2 separate regions of the Hordeum vulgare genome follow, and region 1 is linked to region 2. The links are chromatin contacts, called in public Hi-C maps. All regions are on one chromosome and are shown on one strand. Each heading gives the region's core, a stretch centred on a gene start, on an enhancer-like site or on the middle of the called end of the contact. The rest is flanking DNA. Distances are from core to core; before and after follow the strand shown. Region 1 holds the start of LOC123445111 (TVP38/TMEM64 family membrane protein slr0305). Region 2 holds the start of LOC123440629.

The links. Hi-C and Micro-C count contacts between places; a contact is called where the count stands out from the background.
Region 1: a Hi-C map of seedling shows a contact between it and region 2, with 3 times the contacts expected there. The contact joins the promoter of LOC123445111 here to the promoter of LOC123440629 in region 2. A contact is called at or near these places in 3 of 6 Hi-C or Micro-C datasets (leaf and seedling).

Annotation. Positions count from the first base shown.
Region 1 is chr3H:563,451,051-563,457,775 of MorexV3_pseudomolecules_assembly, forward strand. LOC123445111 (TVP38/TMEM64 family membrane protein slr0305) reads left to right here and starts at 5,345. Exons shown (of 7, transcript XM_045122045.1): 1 at 5,345-5,901; 2 at 6,180-6,232; 3 at 6,386-6,478; 4 at 6,561-6,725. The coding sequence starts at 5,463.
Region 2 is chr3H:563,309,943-563,316,967 of MorexV3_pseudomolecules_assembly, forward strand. It overlaps LOC123440629, which reads left to right and starts at 1,313. Exons shown (of 2, transcript XM_045117192.1): 1 at 1,313-1,600; 2 at 2,116-3,871. The coding sequence starts at 2,231. The coding sequence ends at 3,424.

The sequences.
Region 1 (6,725 bases), core at 4,095-6,594, 150 kb after region 2:
AATTTCAGCACAGTATATAAAATTTTCCTTAACAAGTTCCACTTACCAAAGGCACTTCACTCCCCGTCAACGGCGCCCGAAAAGAGTATTGATGACCCACAAGTGTAGAGGATCTATCGTAGTCCTTTCGATAAGTAATAGTGTCGAACCCAACAGGAGCAGAACGAAATGACAGCGGTTTTCACTAAGGTGTTCCCTCCAAGCTCTGAAATTATCGGTAACAGATAGTTTTGTGATAAAGTAATTCGTAACGGGTAGCAAGTAACAAATGTAACAATGGTGCAGCAAGGTGGCCCAATCCTTTTTGTAGAAAAGGACAAGCCTGGACAAACTCTTATATAAAGCAAAGTGCTTCCGAGGACACATGGGAATTTCTGTCAAGCTAGTTTTCATCCTGCTCATATGATTCGCGTTCGTTACTTTGATAATTTGATATGTGGGTGGACCGGTGCTTGGGTGCTTCCCTTACTTGTACAAACATCCCACCTATGATTAACCTCTCTCGCAAGCATCCGCAACTACGAAATAAGAATTAAGATAAATCTAACCATAGCATGAAACGTATGGATCCAAATCAGCCCCTTACGAAGCAACACATAAACTAGGGTTTAAGCTTTTGTCACTCTAGCAACCCATCATCTACTTATTACTTCCCAATGCCTTTACCTAGGCCCAAATAATGGTGAAGTGTCATGTAGTCGACGTTCACATGACACCACTAGAGGCGAGACAACATACATCTCATCAAAATATCGAACGAATACCAAATTCACATGATTACTTATAACAAGACTTATCCCATGTCCTCAGGAACAAACGTAATTACTCACAAAGCATATTAATTTTCATAATCAGAGGAGTATTAATAATTATAAAGGATCTGAACTTATAATCTTCCACCAAGTAAACCAACTAGCATCAACTACAAGGAGTAATCAACACTACTAGCAACCCACACGTACCAATCTGAGGTTTTGAGACAAAGATCGGATACAAGAGATGAACTAGGGTAGGCCGCGCCCCTGGCTTGTGACCTCCTGGTGGGTCCCCTCTGGTATTTCTTTCGCCCAATATTTTTTATATATTCCAAAACAATTCTATGTAACTTTTCAGGACTTTTGGAGTTGTGTAGAATAGGTCTCTTGGATTTGCTTCGTTTCCAGTCCAGAATTCTAGTTGTCGACATTCTCACTCTTCATGTAAACCTTGTAAAATAAGAGAGAAAGGGCATAAGTATTATACCAAAATGTGTAATAACAGACCATAATGCAGTAAATATTGACATAAAAGCATGATGCAAAATGGACGTATCAATGATCGCTTTAGAAGAGAAGTTTTTCTTATAGTCATTGATCAAATTAGTCAAGAGCTTGAAAATCGGTTTGATGAGATCAATATGGAGTTGCTATCTTGTATGTCTGCTTTGAATCCCGCCAATTCATTTGCTGCTTTTGATGCACAAAAGGTATGTGAACTTGCTTCTAAAATTTGTTCTGCTTTTAAAATTGGTATTGAATCCCTTCATCTCATTTGATTCTTGTGATTCACGCAAGGTACGAAGACCTGTTGAATTTTATCCCAAAGATTTTTCAAGTGCTGACTTGCTACACCTTGAACTACAACTTGATAACTACACAGATGATATGAGGAAAGATGATAACTTCCGAGGCCTTGGAAATCCTGTTGATCTCTCGGTTAAGCTTGTTCAAACAGGGAGACATATAGTTCACCAATTGGTGTACTTGCTTCTAAAATCGGTATTGGTTCTACCGGTGGAAACAACAAGTGTTGAGAGATATTTTTCTATCATGGGCATAGTCAAGAGCAAGTTGAGAAATAATATGGGTCATAATCTTTTGGATGATAGCCTAATCACATACATTAAGAGGGATGCTTTCTCCGAGGTGAATGAAGATGATTTAATTGGTACATTCATGGCAATGCATAAACGTAGGCCAGAAACATAGTCTTTTTGGACTTCTCAAGGTATGTCTATGGTCCATCTAGTATGTACTATGTATGATTCTTTATGCAAAACTTAGTTTTAATTGAGAATTCTAGTGTGTTTGTAAAACCATATTGATCTTTTTTTGATGTGATACTGAGAACTAGTTAGAACGTTTGCATGTTAAATTTTTTGTCAAATTTTTTTGGAGCGGACCACCGTGATGTGAAAAGCTAGCTCCGCTACCACATATGGCCGCGCGAACTCTCGACGCTGACATGATAGATGTCATGACCTATGACCGCCGGTCGGTTTAACGTTAAAAATTGTATGTGCGTGGAAGAAAAATGAATCGGTAATCGATCCGTTAGACGCACGGTCGACCCATTCGCAAAGGAGAACGGACGAACCGATCCAAACGGACAAAATACAGACAAAAGCGCGTGTCGTCGCGTAGTTAAAGTTGCTTTAACGACGAGTTGAGTTTATTTAAAAGTTAGCGTGAGAGCTGTTAAGAGGGTCAGCTCAGTTGGTGTAGGATTCTGAGAGCATCTCTAGTAGTACCCTCAAATCCTCGAACCCTCAAACTAGTTTAAGGGTTGAGAATTGGCATCTTTTGGCACTTTTAAGGGTTAAAAAGGAGGGGCAAAGACTAGAACCCTCAAACCCAACCCTTATAACGAAATATTCCGTTATAAGGGTTGAGTTTGAGGGTTCTAGTCTTTGCCGCACCCCCAACCCTTAAAACTGTCATTTGACATATCACAATTTTCATCATCCCAATAATGGTTTGAAGCGAACAATAATCATTCTAGTTATTATTACAACACCGAATAGTACTTTCAAACACACAATAATCATTCAAGTTATTACAACAATGTTTTCAAGCAAATTGCAATAATTGTTCGAATCAAATAGGACATAGAAAAGTAAACAAAGGTAGATCATGGGCCTTGGCGCTGCCCAACCAACTGCCACTGGTGCTCTACTAGATCATCCCGGAGTTGCCCCTGAGTGTGTGCATCCTCAATCTGACGATGTGCTTGAAGAAAAGCTTGTATGCAAGAAGGGTTTCTTTCCGGTTGCACACGGGTACCAACATTGTCATAGAAACAAGGCAGTTTAACCCTCTCTCATCCTTGATGATCATGTTGTGTAGAATCACACAACATTTCATGATGTTCTCCAAGGATTTTTTGTCCCAAAAATGAGCTGGTCCCCGAACTATGGCAAACCTTGCTTGTAAAACACCGAAAGCTCTCTCAATATCCTTGCGGGCTGCCTCTTGTGCCTTGGTGAAATGAGCCTCTTTCTGGTTAAGCGCACCCCATTTTTCTCCTTGATGGACTTCACAAGAGTTGCCTAATCGGGGTAAATTCCATCGGTGAGATAGTATCCCATTGAGTACTCATTGTCCATGATTTTGTAGTTGCAAGTTCGAGCATCCCCAGAAACTAATCTTGCAAACAAAGGAGATCTATTGAGCACATTAATATCATTGAGTGTTCCTGGCAAACCAAAAAATGAATGCCAAATCCATGTGTCATCTGATGCCACGACCTCAAGCACAATGGTAGCATCACGACTTTTACCGCAATACATTCTGTGCCATGCCTTTGGACAATTTTTCATGTACAATGCATGCAATCAAGACTACCATGCATCCCCGGCCATCCCCTTTTTTCATTCATCTCCATCAATCTCTTTGTATCTTCCTCGTTGGGTGCCCGAAGATACTCATCACCATACAACCGGATGACCAGGGGCGGGAGGCTAAGGGCTGAGGGCGCGGGGGCGTGCCGGCCTCTTGCTCCGGGAGGCGGAGGGCGCGGCCGCCTCAGGCCAGCCTGCTGCGGGCGGCGGCCGGGGGCGGGCGGGAGGAGGTGGAGTGGGCGGGTGGCTGCCGGGGGGCGGGGCGGGGCGGGCGCAGGCGGGAGGAGGCCGACCTGCTGCGGGCGGCGGGCGGGGGCCTGGGCGGAGGCCGGACAGGGAGATCGAGGGGAGGAGAGGCGGCCGGCCTGCTACGGGCGGCGGCCGGGGGCGGGGCGGGGCAGCCGGGGGGTAGGGCGGGATGGGAGGAGAGGCGGTCGGGAGGCGAGACGACGGCGACGGCTGGGGAGGTGGTGTGGGCGGCGGCCGGGGGGCGGGGCGGGGCAACCGGGGCGCGGTGCGGGACGGGAGGAGAGGCGCCCGGGAGGCGAGACGGCGGCGGCGGCGGCTGGGGAGGTGGTGCGGGCGGCGGCCGGGGGCGGGACGGTGGCTGCGGGTGGAGAGGCTGCCGGCGATGGCTCGGGTGGGCGCGGGAGCAGTTGGGATGGGAAAATTCCCTCCCGCGCTCGGATGGATCACAAGTGAGGGTTGGGGTAGATTTTGCTCCCTAATCCTCACTTGTACAGGTTGGGAGAGGGTTTGAGGGTTAAGGGGTTCTAGTCTACGCGTTTTTTTCTCGCAAACTGTAAAAAAACAGTTACTTTTAAGGGCAGTGCTCTGCGCCGGCGCGCCGGCCGAATCGTTCGGCCGGTCGCGCACGGGCCGCCTTATCCGCCAGCTGTACGCGGGCTGTATCGTTAGAATCTCCATACAACATTATTCTCTCAATGCAACAAATTTCGTTCACGATGCAACAATTTTCGTCAACGGTTGTAATAAAAATATAGTTGTAGCAAAAAAAATATCAACATGGTCGTAGCAAAAAAAGAAGTTGATGATGTGTGGTAGCAAAACAAAAAAAATGGTTGTAGCAAAACAATCCGATGAACTCGGGTTGCAACCCTAATGAACGTGTATGCAACTTTTTTAGTGAACGGTTGCAGCAAAAAATAATACCGGTTGTAGCAAAAATTAACATTGTTGTAGCAAAAAACAAAACATCGGTTGTAGCGAAAAACCCGGCGAAGTCAAGTTGCAACCAAACGTGAATGCAACTTTTTTAGTGGGCAAATGTAACAAATAGAAAAAATGCTAGTAGCAAATTTACACGGAATAAAAGTTGCATGTCCTGACCAGCAAAGCGCACGCGGCCCGCGCGACCGGCCGAACGATTCAGCCGGCGCGGTGGTTGGAAGCGTTTATCTATTTTTAAGATTTTAAGGGTTTGAAGGTACTACAGATGCTGCGGGGAGATAAAATCTGGAGGGCATCTTTCCCAGTTCGATCACAGATTCCGTTGCACCAATCACAGACCACGCGCTCAGGTTTCGGAATCTCAGCAGCTCTACTGGCTTCCGGCCACCACGGAACGGCACAGAGCAGGGCCGCAGCGACAGCGGGCCGGACGAGGGCGGGCCCGCGCCGCAGCCACCGCGCGCTCCGGCCGCGCGCCACCCCCGCCCCCACATGCCGCCACGTGTCCCTCTCTCTCCATTCACTCTCCAGCGCCTTCCTCCCTCCCCCGTTCCGTTCTCTCCCCCCTCGCTCTCTCTCTCCCACGCCTCTTATCGCTTCCGAGCTCTCATGGCCGCACAGCCCGCGCGTTAAGCAAGCCGCGCCGCGCCCCCTGGCCTGACAGCCCGACCCCATGAGGCAGCCGCACCTCCTCTCGCCGCAGCAGCTCTCCCCCTCGCCCGTCCTCTCCTCCCACTTCTCGCCGCCCTGCGCGGCGCGGGGCTGCTCGCCGTGGCGGTGGCGCCACCGCCGGGCCTTCCACCCGCCGCTCTCCTCGCTGCGGGAGTCCGACAAGGGCACGCTGCGCAAGGCCTCGCCCAACCTCCCCTTCCGCTTCGGTGGCGGCGGGGGCGGCCCCAGCCCCGACGACCGCCGCTCCGCCGCAGACCAGGAGAAGAAGAAGGGGAAGGAGGAGGAGGAGGAGGAGGGCGGCGGGGTCTCGGGGGCCCTCACCGGGACTCTGCTCGCCGGGGCTGTGCTGGTCGGGGTCGTAGGGGGGTTCGGGGCCGCCGGGTACGTGTACAAGGACCAGATCAATACCTTCCTCACGCACTTCTCCGGGTTCATTGAGGGTAATGGAACGAACAATCCAGCTGTGCTCCACTGCTCCTAGCTCTGCTTGCTTTGCGCTACTTGTTTGGCCTAAGCTGTGCTCCTAGTAGAAATTAATGAAATGCCCTGCGAATTCTATGTTCAAATATAGCTGGTGATTCTAGTGCTTAGACCATTGGACTGCAGAACTAGCCATTCGCATATCTGCTGGTTCCTGTTTGATCATTACGAAATCTTTCAAGTAAACGCCTTCCTTGGACATTTGTGGTTAAACTTTCATATTGCTTTGCATGAACAGGCTATGGCACTGCTGGGTACGCGTTGTTTATACTTGCCTATGCAGGATTGGAGGTATATTCTTGAATAATCAACCTTAGTCTTCTACCTTCTTGTCAAGGCTTATGATCATTTCCACCTAAACTAGCTATTGCACTACAGATCTTGGCAATGAATTTAGGGTTGCAACTTTGGATCAATACTAATGATGGTGTTTGTTTGATTCAGGTTCTTGCGATTCCAGCAGTACCGTTGACCATGACTGCAGGTCTATTATTCGGTAGTGTTACTGGTACTATTATGGTTTCAATCAGTGGGACAGTAAGTAACTTCAACATGAATAACATTTTTGTTTTCATTCTGATGTTATGCATTTTCTCATTGAACTTTGTCGACTGTATAGCTAGCTGCCGCTGTGGCCTTTCTCATCGCTAGATACTTTGCTAGAGAGCGTATTCTTAAGATGGTTGAAGGAAACAAGAAGTTTCTGGCGATTGATAAAGCAATCGGTGAAAATGGATTCAAGGTTGTGACCCTGCTTCGTTTGAGTCCCCTATTACCTTTCTCC
Region 2 (7,025 bases), core at 63-2,562:
TTGCCGGATGCTAGTCTCTTGACCGAGGGCTCGACTAATTAACTGGATATGCTTGTTTTCTCTCGCAAAAAAAGATATCCTTGGTTGTGATGCATCAATCCATCGTACTTTTAAACCCAGACAAGGAGTAGAAATAATGCAAACACCACTTATTACGTTTTAAAACCACACAAATGTGTGGTGCCTGTCCATCATTAGATTACTCTAACGATGTTTGAAGTAAACTTAATTATGTATTTCCCGCGCTTTCTTCTTTCTTGTGTCATTCATTTTTTCCCATCAAGGTAAATACACATACGCCATATACAACAATCAGTAAAGAAGACCACTACCTCAACCACGTCAACCTTCAAGTCCTTGTGTTTGGGTTGTTGTTCATCATAGTTAAATAGGAATGTACGATGTTGAAAGAAATATTTTTAATGCCCATATTGCATTTACCCTGATGTGATGTCCTCCCTATATTTCTAGTGCGGTCCTCCGAGCCCAAAACTTGTTAGTTTCCTTAAGGAAATGCATCAAGCTATAACATATTCTTGCCCAAAAACTGGTGCAGAACATGATCATATGCATCATATAATTTTTTTAACCGGTGCAACTCAAGTAGTTAATTATGCATATATCCAAGCTTCACTATTTCCTTACAAAAGACACATGCAATACCAGATGCATATTTTTGATAGAGATGCATCATGTTTTTTTTAAATTTGAAACACAAAATTATAATGCAGTGCAAAAACTACTATCTTTATTAAGATAGTTCATAGATTGACGACTTGCCACGTATACTACGATGATGCATGGAAAATGTACATATGTGAAGTTTCGACGTTTCGACTCCCATCGACGTGCATTCTTTTAGGAAAAAAGGCCATTGCCGGCATTTAACTTAATGAAGCCTTCACAGTAAACCTTACAAAACAATACCGACCGATGTGCATTTCATGTTTTTCTCCATCTACCTACTTGTTCTCTCTACAATTAAAAAATGTCCATTGTCCGAAAGAAAACGCACATATTTTTATAATAAACATGAAAGAAAACACATAAGTTTGAAAAGAAACACATATTTTTCATAATAACATAAAACACTTGCATTTTGATCATGGGTTGACACCCAGGATTAGGCGGGCAAAATTAGTCTTAGGTTGACCTGGTGATACGCGTTGGTGCACCCAGCAAAGCACAGAGCCCCCCCGCTCCCACGTAGGCTCGGGTGGGGACGGCCGGGGCGCGAGGATCGGCACCTACCGAGCCGCAAGACAACTGGAGACAGCCTGTCTCCCACCCCCCTCCGCTCTTCTTCGCTCTGTCTCGTCTCGACTCTCTCTCCTCCCATCCTTCTCTCTCTCTTCCCCCTCCCCTCTCTCTCCCCTTCCGCCTTCTCCACCTCCCCCATTCCCCACTCCCCCCTCCCACCCGCCCCGCCAGCGCCCCCCATTCCGCCTCCGCCCCGCCCGCCGCCGGATCCCACAGCCTCTCGCCGCCGCCTCCCGCCCGGCCCCCGAATCACCGGATCCCATCGGGGGTCCCTGCCGCCGCAGCTTCCACCGCCGAGGAGTCCCCCCCGCGGCCGCCTGCCCGCCCGCCCCCTGCCGAGGTGATTCCCGCTGGCCTTTTCGCTGTCATCTCAATATTGCTGCCGGCTTTCTCTGGCGATCTCTGCTTCGCTCGCTGCTTAATGGGCTGGTTTCCAGCCGCTTAGTTGGTGAGGACGAGTATAATACGCCGCTCGCGAGGTGCGGGGAGCGCCGTGCTTGCTGTTTTTGGACTGCTTGCTGGTTAAATGTTGCCGTCTTTTCGTGCTCGAATTGTAAGGTTTTTAGTTACTTGATGCGAGCAATGTTTTACATGCCCCGGCTGTGCTTGTTAATTAGCTGATTGAATCGGTTGCTATGCTTGTTACGGCTTAGGGTATCTGCCTGTAGTAACTGCGTGTGTGCTAGTAACTAATGGAACTTGTTATTACCGTGGTTTGTGCCCCTGAGGTTTAGGGTGCAATCAAATCAAGCCAATTTTGCCACAGAACTGGCTTTGTTTTAGGCTGTGTACCTGTACTTACCAAATTTGGATCGTTGCCTCGGTCGTTCTAATGTAATTATTTGTCGATTACAGTGTTGTGGAAGCTGGACACGGCTGGAACTTTGAAGGAGGCCGAGTCTATGGTATTTGTGGGTCATTGTGCTATCGATGCGAGCAGAGAGCATGCGTGGCAGCTGTTCTTCGGGTGATGCACCTGACCAGAGGAGCTGCCGATATAATCGGTGTGTGTACGATTGTATTATTTGCGGGCTTTGCTGCTCTGGGCCTCTACTGCATTTTCCAGTCAATCTACTTCTGGTTTCGGATTCGGAAAGGGACCTTGCTCTCACTCGGCTACTTTAATGGTCCCTGGGTGACTCGCATTGCTCTGATTCTGATCACTATTTGGTGGGGAGTAGGGGAGATTGTGAGATTGAGCTTCTTGAAGAGAAAGCTGTTCTCCAACTTAGTATGGCAGAAGATCGCTTGTGACGCCTACATTCTCTCCAATCTAGGGTTTGCAGAACCAAGCATCTTCTTTGGTTTTGCTTTCCTCCTGCATGGCTCATTACAGAAGAGGGAGTTAGGCACTTTGACCCAGAGATGGAACTTGAAGACCATTGGCTACATGTTGGTTTTCTGTGTTCCGGTGTTCTTCGTTCAGGCCCTTCTTGTGTTTGTTGGGCCTACATTTGTTAAGGATGAGAACAGAGCACATGGAAGGAGAGTGTTTGCTAAATACTTCATACAGACATCCATGCCAGTTGGGGATACCAATGTTTGCACCTATCCGTTGTTTGGCACCATTTTTCTGGGACTTATCGATGCTGTCTTGATGAGCTATGTCTCCTATGTTGGATCTCGGGTGTTATCCTTGGTCATCAACAAGGAGCTGCGAAAGAGGGTTTCCTTGCTGATAATATCGGTGCTTTTCTTCCTTCCTATCAGGGTGCTTCTTCTAGGGTTCTCAGTGATGCCCAATCCAGGAGATAAAGCATTTGAGGTCATCGTCTTCTTGTCATTCTTGATGATGCTATTCTGCACAACTGTTGGGATACTCCTGCTGGTATACTTCCCTGTCTGGGATTCATTGAAACTCAAAGACACAGGCAACAGGGAGATAGCAGAGATGGTGCCTTATGATGATTACTACTATGAGGGATCATCGCTTGTGGCCAACCAGAGCTTCCGAGAAATCGAGCGGAACTCTGACACGTCGACAAAGCGGGGCTCCATATCCTTCCGCACAATGATCAGGGAAGACCAACTCCCGCAGGATGGCATAGAAGAAATCGGCTTCTCCTCTCACAGCGGCGTCCATATCGGATCATCCTCGCCTTCAGGTTCTTCGCCAAGCGCTGCAATGCCCATGCTGCCTCTCAAGGAGGTCCCTAGATACTAAGTAGTGTTCACCTGTGGCTTCTGCCCTTCTACCATGTGCTCCCCCCACCCCTTCCATTTTCTCCCCCTTCCTCTTACCTACCTTAATGATAACAGTTTTGTGGCAATCAAAAGGTTTTTGTAAAGTTTTGGAGTAGCATGAATCTTCTACTTAGATCAGTTGTCTAGTTCCATGTTTATCAATGTAGCAAGTAGCTTAGATCTTGCAAAGGCTGAGCATCAGCCGTGCACCTGGCATTGGCTGGCAAAGGGGGGCTGAGTTGGAAGTTCCCTTTTGGTTGGTTTGCTGCCCCCACAATGCTATCTTAGCTGATAAGCTCCACCATGGCATAGGCTGGAATGGGGCTCATCTTGTCTGTCTGTTCCTTATTAGTTGCCTCTCTCCATGACAGCTATGCAGGCTAGTGGTACCAGCATATGTGTTATATTTTTGAGACCTGGTCTTGAATTGACGGTGTGTAAACAAGCTGTCCGATATAAATGGCATGGGAGAAATCCAGCTCTGCATATGCAGAGCCAGGACCCAGGAGCACCCAAAAAATGAAGATGGTAGGCAAAATATCTGCTCAAATTGATTTTTTTTCCTTTGCCTCCTAGTCCTAGGATGTTTCACTTTCACCTGGACTGCTTGTGTCGTTTGAAATGTGCCATAGATGTCTAGGCAGGCTTCCTATGGCTGCTGCCTGCTGCTGACAGCTTGTCTTCTACGACTAGGTGGTTTTGTCACTGGCCACCCTGATTTCTTTTTATCTGTGTTCGCGGCGCGCCTTTCTTTTATCCTTTGACATGGTCTGCAGATGTGCCACTGAAAATTCACCAGTGGGCGGGTGATCACGGTTTATTGTTTATTATTTGTATTCTGGTTCCCCACGGGTGATCTGGATGCTCGCTGCCTGGCAGTGGCATCCAAAGCCTTCCTTGTTTGCTTGCTGCGCACAGTCAACTGGGACAATGCGGTCTCTCTCGGTTTTCTTTTCTTTTTGTGGCTGCATGCCATGCCAGTTTCTGCAACCTCTTCGTCTTCGCTCCGTCGAGAACGTGCCCGCGCTGCTGCCGCCTTGTACCACCAGCAGGCCAGCACGTAGATGCACATAGGATTCCCCTCGTGTTGGGGGTAGCCAGTGTGTGTGTGGGCACTTGTGTTTACATGCTGTGTGACACTTGCTGTTTCGTACAGCGGCGCATGTGACCTGGGGCATGGGGGGATCGATATTCGATCAGCCAGTTATTATCGGTGGGGCTGCCGTGTTCCGGGCCTTTCTATGCTGATGATCTTCCGGAGGTAATCCCACAGCCGCTTGAACAGGAGATCAAGGGAGGGTTAATGGTGAGCAGTGGTACTCGATCAGACTGGATCTTTTTTTTTTCTGATGCTAAAACTTTCTGGGGTGAATATGATGTACGCCTCCGCATCCTGCCGCATAGCAGACATTCACTTGCGCCTTCAACTCTCCACAGTCTACGCTCTACGGTGACCTGCCTGAGCAAGTGTAAATAGATCCGGTGCGATGTGGTGGTACTAGTACTACGGGATGATGGATGAGTAGATGGAAATACTAGAGCAAGGGTGTTGGCGATCTGCCGTGGTCCCGGCTGAATCTTCCTAGTTGGACGAGCGCATATCTTCTCTCCTGCATCGGAAGCCTGGACGGACGGACGGGACGGGTATAATAGTGGCGGATTTCCTGTTAAACCAGCGGGCGCCAGCTTGCTGTCGACGCTGCAGTGCCTAACTTGCCGGCCCGGCCCGGCCGGGTTGGCGACAGCCGCATCGGGCCGACGGTCTCCTGTGCCGCGGCGCGGCGGCAGGGAGGGCGAGCGAGGCGTGCGCCCGCTCGCGTGAAGGGAGTTCGCATGTAGGCAAAGCGGGTGTGAGCTGGGGCTAGCTAGTCGGCTCACGCTACGAGATACAGACAGCTAGCTTCCATGTTGTGGTGAGATACGTGGCTCCTGGTTTGCACTTCGTCGTGTTGGCGCCACGGTCGCAGCCTTTTTGCGTTCATTCGAGTCACCAAGACTTTTGTGTGTGTAAATATGGTTGATGCATGACGTGGCGGATGCGCCGTATTTTGGGTTGCTAAATATGTTCGTGCAGGCGACCGCTTTAAAAAATACTAGCAAAAGAACCCGTGCGTTGCACCGGGACATGTACAAAGAAAACATCGGATCCTAGTACTCCTAGTGTGTCGGCATGTCGGGCAAGAGGAGTCAAGAAATCGCAAGCTCCTCCTCGTCCTAGGAAATAGTGAGCTCCTCCTCGTCCGTTGGAACATCCTCGTCGTACTGTCTACACATCTACACACCATGGATCATCGAGGCATGGTTGGTGGCTCCCCATCTAGAGTAAGAAAGTGTCCGTGCGCTCTAATAGATTAACAGTTCTACGATGGTCAAATCAAGGTTTTTTGGCTGAAAGGCTGCATAGCTGACAGTCTGACACACTTTAAGATCAAGCATATAAATAGTGCTAGCAATATGATTTACATTACAAGCAGGTTGATGCCATCAATGGGGGAATCCGCGTTACATTTGTTTGCTGCTTCTGTGGGGTGGATCGAATCCCAGAACACGTACGTTGTTGCGTTTGGACAAGTATGCAGAGAAACACCGTAGCCTCCACCGTCCTTGTCCCATAGCATCCTCGCCTTGATTTTGTGAACCCTGGTACCAAAACCCATACATAGTTGATCAGCTGGATCAGATGCATTTCACATAGTTGATCAGCTGGATCAGATGCATTGAAATGCTGCTAACATGTGATTCTATATAAACCGATCGAAATCTATATAAAAGAGCGAGGTGGGATTATGTGACATAAAAAAAGAGGTGCATGCTTGCTGCTAATAAAGAAAGAAACCGGCCGAAATCTGTATAAAAGAGCGAGGTGGGATTATGTAACATAAAAAAAGAGGTGCATGCTTGCTGCTAATAAAGAGAGAAAATGTTCTTAAAAAAAGAGGGAGAAAAAAGTGTCAAAACGAAGGATTAAACCTAGTTCTTCTTGCTGAAAGAGAGGAGGTCGAACCACTACGCCTCAAACGTGTCAATGCTAGATGAGAGTCTCGTACTTTAAGAACCATGCAGAAGAGCGACTTTGACAGGGAAAAAAATCGAATGGTTTTTCTCACTTACCGGTGGCATAGTGGGTAATTTAGGTCAACTTCGAGGGTAATTTTTATGACGGACGACGGAAACACTATTTGCTTTATTATTAGGGAGAGATGAAAACGTTTAGATCACTATTTCATCTACGGAAGGAGTATTTATGGACAACTGATTTCTCGCGTAGTAAGTCTCCTTTTTCGTGCGACACGTGTTCTCGTGGGGCCAGTCCATCGCTCTTTCTTCAGTCTTATCCCAATAGGCAACACCCGGACCACATCTTTCCCCTCCTTCTTGCTAACTCCACTGCCGCCGTCCTCTCTTCTCCAATGCCAAATCTCGCGGCAGCACATGAGATTTCGCGAGCACACCACTCCCTGCTGCTCTCCTTCATGGCAGCCTGCCGTAGGAGCACCGATGAGTATGTGCAGTAGCGTCACAACATACGAGGAGAGCAGAGCTATTGCCGCTCGCACTGCATACGAGGACGGCGACGCTGC